2 separate regions of the Mus musculus genome follow, and region 1 is linked to region 2. Evidence: chromatin contacts called from public HiCAR-type data. All regions are on one chromosome and are shown on one strand. Each heading gives the region's core, a stretch centred on a gene start, on an enhancer-like site or on the middle of the called end of the contact. The rest is flanking DNA. Distances are from core to core; before and after follow the strand shown. Region 1 holds the start of Wdr76 (WD repeat domain 76). Region 2 holds the start of Ganc (glucosidase, alpha; neutral C).

What was found. HiCAR-type assays count read pairs that join an accessible place to other places.
Region 1: a contact with region 2 is called in a HiCAR-type map of astrocytes, with 3 times the contacts expected there. The contact joins the promoter of Wdr76 here to the promoter of Ganc in region 2. A contact is called at or near these places in 3 of 39 promoter capture datasets (cranial neural crest, frontonasal cranial neural crest and second pharyngeal arch cranial neural crest) and 1 of 115 datasets of contacts at active chromatin or transcription factors (astrocytes).

The regions. Positions count from the first base shown.
Region 1 is chr2:121,505,178-121,508,503 of GRCm38.p6, forward strand. It overlaps Wdr76 (WD repeat domain 76), which reads left to right and starts at 1,546. Exons shown (of 13, transcript NM_030234.2): 1 at 1,546-1,686. It overlaps Mfap1a (microfibrillar-associated protein 1A), which reads right to left and starts at 1,479. Exons shown (of 7, transcript NM_026220.4): 1 at 1,286-1,479. The coding sequence starts at 1,364.
Region 2 is chr2:120,402,506-120,406,119 of GRCm38.p6, forward strand. Ganc (glucosidase, alpha; neutral C) reads left to right here and starts at 1,391. Exons shown (of 24, transcript NM_172672.2): 1 at 1,391-2,554. The coding sequence starts at 2,526. It overlaps Tmem87a (transmembrane protein 87A), which reads right to left and starts at 1,611. Exons shown (of 20, transcript NM_001110496.1): 1 at 1,400-1,611; 2 at 205-265. The coding sequence starts at 1,555.

The DNA.
Region 1 (3,326 bases), core at 296-2,795, 1.1 Mb after region 2:
AGGGCAGCTCTCTTCCTAGCTTCTTCCTCTGCGGTGCTGTGGCAGCCTTTACGACCTAACTTAACGTTCTGACTAGCCAGCTTCTACCTTTTCCTCCAGCTCTCGTGCTGAATCGGGAGATCTCTTCTATAACACAAACAGGGTGGAGCTCAAGAGGTGGCTCAGCAGCTAAGAGGCTCTGCTGCTCATACAGAGGTCCTGGATCAATTTTCCAGCATCTGCATGGCAGTCTGTTACAGTCTGATACTCCAGGCCCTCCTCTGGCCTCTGTGGGTACTGCACCCACATGGTGCATATCCATGCATGGAAGCAAAGCATTCATACACTTAAAAATAAACAAACAAAACAATTACAGTGAAAAGAAACACACACACAGGCCTCTAGCTCACTTTCTTCTTCTTCTTCTTCTTCTTCTTTTTTTTTTTTTTTTTTGGTTTTTCGAGACAGGGTTTCTCTGTGTAGCCCTGGCGTCCTGGAACTCGCTCTGTAGACCAGGCTGGCCTCGAACTCAGAAATCCGCCTGCCTCTGCCTCCCGAGTGCTGTGATTAAAGGCGTGCGCCACCAGGCCCGGCTCTCTTCTTCTTCTTTTTTTTTTAAAGATTTTATTTATTTATTATATGTAAGTACACTGTAGCTGTCTTCAGACATTCCAGAAGAGGGCATTAGATTTCGTTATGGATGGTTGTGAGCCACCATGTGGTTGCTGGGATTTGAACTCAGGACCTTGGGAAGAGCAGTCGGTGCTCTTAACCACTGAGCCATCTCGCCAGCCCCACTTTCTTCTTATATTTTGATTTTTGTTACTGTTCTGCCTGTGAGCCTGGCCTTTAACGGTTGAGCCATCTCTGTAGCATTATTATTATCATCATTTGTAAGGATGCTATGTGTGGATATGTGCACAAGTGTAGGTACTGGCAGAAGCCAGAGGTGTCAGATCTCCCTAGACTTGGGGTCCCAGGTTGTTGAGTCACCTGAAGTGACTGCTGGCAATTGAACTTGCGCCCTGTGGTACAGCAGTATGTCCTCTCAACCGCTGATCCGCCTCTCCAGCCTCCTTTACTTTATATTTCGAGAGAGATCTCCTCACTAAATCGATCAGGTAGATGCAAGTGGATCCCGCTATCCCCTTTCTCTACGCCACCTGTGACTTTAGGCGGGACGCAGGAAGAAACTGCAGCTAGGTTTTAAGGGCCAGCCGAGCTGGCATGGTCGGCGTAAGGCAGGTTTGAGAGATACTCAGGATGAAAGAGGTCAGAGCCAACCGGAGGGGAGGGGAGCCCGTACCTTTCTCGTTTCGAACTGGGACGGCCCCAGCCGTAGACTGGATGGGCGGCTGCTTCATGAGTGCGCTTGGGACCGACATGGTGACGGCTGCCGCGGGGACTCTCCAAAACGGACTCAATCCCAACAACGAAAAGCAAGGAGCCGAAAGCCCTGTCCCACAGGCTGTGCCCCACACAGCTGCGCAACTGACAGAAACAACTTCCGGTAGGGGGTAGAGGAACCAGAAGTACATAACAGAGGATTGTGGGTAATCGGAGGGCGGCTGAGCGCGGATCGCTTAAAGGGCTAGGGTGAGATTTGCGCGCCTTTCGAGCAAGTTTCCCGCCTTCGACATTTTCCAGAACTGGAAGGTCCTCCTGTCTGACAGTTGTTTCTTTTGGTTTTTGGTAAGGTCCAAGAAGGTTCGTATTAAAGATTTCATTTATTATGTTTTGAAGAAACTGAGTATATTAGGAGAGACTGTTGGTGCATATTGTTTAAAGCCTAGAAGTGTAAAGTGTTTTATACGGATACGTGGGTCACGCATGGAATTCCAGCATTTGGGAAGGTGAAAGAGGATTGCAGTGTTTTGTAAAATTAAAAAAAAAAAAAGAAAAGAAAAGAAAAAGAAAAAAAAAGAAAGATAAAGAATTAAAGGAGGAAATCCGTTAGGGGTCATTTGTTGGTTTGGACACACACGCTCTCAATTTTAGCACTGGGATGACCGAGGCAGGTGCATCTCAGAAACTGAGGCTAGTCGGTCTACATAGTGAAAATTCTAGGAGTATTACATAGGTCTTTGAAGGTTAATAATTATTAAATTATTTCACTTGGGTCCTTGCTGGGTGAAGACAGGAAATTGACAAACTTTAAGTAGCGAGGGTTTTCAATGAACGAAAGAAGGAGGACGCTTACAACCAGAAATGCCTTAAAGTCTAAAGTAGACAGAAATCTTTTTTTCTGTTATTTTTATTTTGGAGCTGTGTTGAACAGGCAAGTTTGTTTTTGTCTCTACTTTGGTGGTTGTTCACTTATTTCCTCCCTGAGTAGCTAGGATTATCTCCCGGTGTGCCTCTTCACTTGACACAGAAATTTTATATTACAAACTCATCAGCCTAAGAAGTTATGTTGCTGAGCTTCGGGTGCCATTCAGCAGTGGAGCACTTGCCTGTTCTGAGCTCAGTGTAGTATGGAGCAGGGAATTCCATGGAGAGTAAATGTTTTGGGAAGATAATTGTTTTGATTCATGGCAAGTCAAGAGAGTGTTTGGAAAAGGATTAAGAAGGTCCTGACTCGATGAAAGTCGGTGTGGGGAAATCTCAGTTGGTAACGCCGGTTTCTGAGGCGGTCAGTTTTTTTTTTTTAACCTTGCGACAGTGTTGTAAGTAATCTGGCTTGTAACTCAGAGTAATAGAGGATGATCTGGAAGTTTTGATCTTCCTGTGTTGATTGCCTAAAGCTGAGATTACAGGTGTGGGTCCCCATGCTTTAGTTTATGTGTGTGGTACTGGGGATAGAATTCAGGGTCTTTGTGTATTCTAGGTAAACTTTCTACTGAGTTATGTTCCTGGTCTGTGGCTTAGCTATTAAAGTCCTCTTCTGCCACTGCTGCCAGACACAGTTCTGGTGTTGTAGCCCAGATTGACTGAATTGCTACTTGTTGTTGTCTATCATCCGTTAAACCTGTGTAGAGGATGGGTCACAGGCCTTGGCCAACACTGGCCATCCATCCGCAGATTTTCTTTATTTAGAAGCAGGTGGACAGGTAGTCATGTGCAACTTAAACCAGCTTTTTCAGCACTTAGAACCCAAGCAACATGAACTGCTTACTTTCCTTTCTCTCTCTCTCTCTCTCTCTCTCTTTTCCTTTCTTTTCTTTTCTTCCCTTCTTAGATTTATTTATGTTATTTATACAAATACACTGTAGCTGTCACACATACCAGAAGAGGGCATCGGATCCCATTACAGATGGTTGTGAGCCACCATGTAGTTGCTGGGACTTGAACTCAGGACCTTTTGAAGAGCAGTCAGTGCTCTTAACCACTGAGCCATCTCTCCAGCG
Region 2 (3,614 bases), core at 141-2,640:
TTCAAGGAGAGAGTCCTTGTCTCAAAAAACAGGGCTGACAGCAACTGAGGAAGACACAAGTAACTGACCTCTGACCTTCACACACATGCATACATGTTCCTACATGCACACAAATGCGCGCGCGCACACAGAAGCAAACTAGGGTAGAGAATAATTTTCTAAGTTTAAAAGATCCGAATAACTCAATGAAGTTTAGAAACTCACATTTCAGTAAGATGGTAGTATTTCTGAAAAGAATCTTTCCAAAATTAAAATAACCTTTCCCCTGAAAAGATAAAGGGAAGATAATTAACATCAGGGCATTTCGATTTTCAAGGCAGAATATGAATACCTACATTTATAAAATATTCAAAATTTTCTTAATCAAAAAGACAGTAACAACATTTTCTTTAGTGAAAGTCAGTCATATCCTAACTATTGGCTCTTGCCGCTCCCTACAGGCCACAGAGCAGGGACTCTTGAGTGGGAGGCTGCTACAAATTTCAACCTAACTTCAAAGTGGCTTGAGCTGGACAGTTCCTTTTTTACTCACGAATCATCCCTCAGAACAACCGACTTTTGAATAAACTTTCAGCAGTTTTACTTTTACATGTAAAAGGACTTAACTATTAATCATTTCAGTAACAAACAGAAAACTACAACTCAAAGCCCAAAACCCTTTACCAACATGAATACAACCTGTAATATTTGCCATATAAATGTACAGTGAACAGGACAAAAAAAAAAAAAAGGCAAAAAGGTCAACGAAATGGCTAATGGTTTTTAAAGCAGTTCTCACCAAAATCTGGTTTTTCTGGTTCAAAGTACTGTACTAAGTCAAACGAGATTCTAAAATGGGTCGACTTATCAGTTAACTATCCAAACAAAAGACTATCCTTACTACACAACATTTTAGAATTGTTTCGTTTTGGCTATTCCCATGTTAAAATGCATTTTTGAATCTCCAAGTCCCCTAATCACAAAAGACGTTTCCAAGTTTAAACCAAATCAAAACCCTTCATCCGTAGGACTATTTTTACAAACACACACACACGAGTTAAAAATAAAGACTTCTATTCACATCTCCCTTTCATCCAGCCCTAGTACTGGATTTTGTAACATTCTAGCTGAAAGAGAAACTACTATCTCTCCCTGTGTATTAAGTTTCTCTCCTGTTCCATGCTTAAAGTTCTGTTACTTTCCCGGTAAGAACACGCTTGGCCCCTGACACTCCTCGCCTACAGCAAATAGCTCAGCTCTCAGCTCAGGGCAGGTGGGATCCCGTCGGCAGCTACACGGACGCTCTGGGTATTCCACTCACTTTGGGAACCCGACTTTCCAGAAATCTTCCTGGACCCCTTGGGCCACCGTAGCCCCACCTCTTACCCCCTTCAGGCTCAGTAGCGACCCCAACACTCACCGACGGCATCGGAATGTGCCACTTCGATCTATCTGCAGCAAACACGGGTGCCGGACCTGCACCAAGAAACGATAATGGGAACGGCTGCGCCCCTAAAAGAAGAAAAATAACAGGAGACACCTGAAGCCACGCAGCCACCGCCATCTTCACAGCCATGAAGCGCCTACCCAAAGTATTGAGCCTTCTTCCGGCTAGGTAGTTCCGCCTTCTTCCGGCTCGTCCCACCCTCTTCCGGCGCTACTTTGTGGGCGGGATTATCCGGGTCCTTGAAACTGTGCTTCTTCCCACAGACGCTCAGAGCGCCCCAGAAACTTTGAGTCTACTGCGCAGGCGTCCTCCTGTTTCCCTGCGATCGTGGCCTGGAGGTGAACTAGCAGAGTTTTGAGGTCTAGTGCTTCCCTCTGTTCTTCCAGCCCTTAAAGGAACTCAGTGCAGCGGCCAAGGCTTTGCTTTTCCTGCTTCTTCCCGCCCCTCATCCTTTCCAAGTCAAGGTCAGGCGCAGGCCAGACGTCTGTAGAAGCGCGCACACTGGATGCATGATTGACATCAAGTACTGAGTTCTCTGGCTGTCGAGCTGTGGCAACAGAGCCTGGAATGTGACGGGGCTGAAGTAGAAACGATTCATTAGCTCCAAAGTCCCTTTTGACCCTGAAAGACTGTGGGGCAGCTGCAGCATAGTTTGACAGGCGACATCAGCGTCCAGCAGTGATCCAGACTGTACTCCCCATTCGAAACTAAAAGTGAGGAGAGATCAGGTCAGCTTTCGGTATTGTAGAGTGACAGCCACTAAGACTGACCCTTATTGGTGGTGCTTCCTGTTTCTCACACTCTTAGATTTTAACCTCTAGGGCAGCGAGCACATCTCCGCCAATAAAAGCAAAGTTCATCAGCCACTCTCAACCTAGAAATATTTACCAAGTACTTTATCCCTGTAAAGACGCTGGTTTACGCTTGAGATAATACCAGATGAAAAAAAATTAAGATTGGCTTCTGCCCGAAGGGGACTCTTGACTGTGATGAAGTACGGGTTATAATTTAGCAAGCCTGCTTGTCACCGTTTTTTTAAAGATCGCCTGAGACTGTGGCCTGAGAGTTAGGAGTCAGGCAGAGTTAACATCCTTGTGCCATGGAAGCAGCTGAGAAAGAGGAAATCAGGTAAAGGGCAATTGCTCCCCCCAAGAACGGACTCCAAAAACAACCTTCTAGCTTTGATGGCTTCACTTAGGTTTTAAAGCACTTCCTTGAATGCTTGCTATTTGCTTCATCGTTCTTTATTGGTTCTGCGGGGATTTGGGTAATGTTAATAGCTAACCTCTCATAAAGTACTTTCAGGAGGATTAGATAAGTTTAACAGTGGAAAGGTTGCCTTCCAAACTCTTAAATGGATTTTTGAGCGGGCTGCCCCTCCCCAAGGCTCATTCAACTGGAAACGGAAGACAGCAAGGTCTCCTCATGTTTGCACACTGGATTAAAATAAACGGTGCCAAACCAGAGTTTAATGAGGGTATTTCTTTCTTTTTTTTCTTATTCTTTTTTTTTCTTTTTTCACTATAAAAGTTTCTTGGCATGACTAGGTGTGTTTTATCTCTCCCGACCTGTTTTTATAGTTTAGCTTCTTTCAAAATCATGAACTCACTAACTGCAGGTGCAGAAAGCCACACCTCTTCACCAAAGCGAGTGCTCCTCACCCTCCAACCCCCTTATAGCTTATAGTTGTTTTAACCAGAGAAAGGCTAGTCAAAATACATATAAATAGTAGTAATGTATATCTTCTTACATTTTATTCCAGATACAGTTCTGGAAACTTGATGTTAAAGAATATTAACCTATAGATTGTTGGAATCCTCTTAGCAGTTTTTCCTTCTTCTGTATTTGTTTCTATTCTGACTCTGGCACCTGCACATATCTTTTTTTAAAAGGATTCGGAGCCTTATCTTGCAGTTGTATGTTAGACTTTAATAGAACATTTAGGTACACTGTGTCTTCAGGTCTAAACTCTCTGGAAGTATATGTCCTGAAAATATTTTGCTCTTTAAATAGGAGAGTAAGTTGCTTGTTTGGCTTGGTTGAGAGTTCAGGTTTTGGTGTTGTGGCTATTATCTTAAAAGTGCCTTCCTCCTTTCCCATAGCCTTCAGACCACGCCTATGAAACTATTTTGTAATTCATGTTGGTAGTTTTACAAAAGGATATTGTTCTGCAGCTCACATTCTGTCA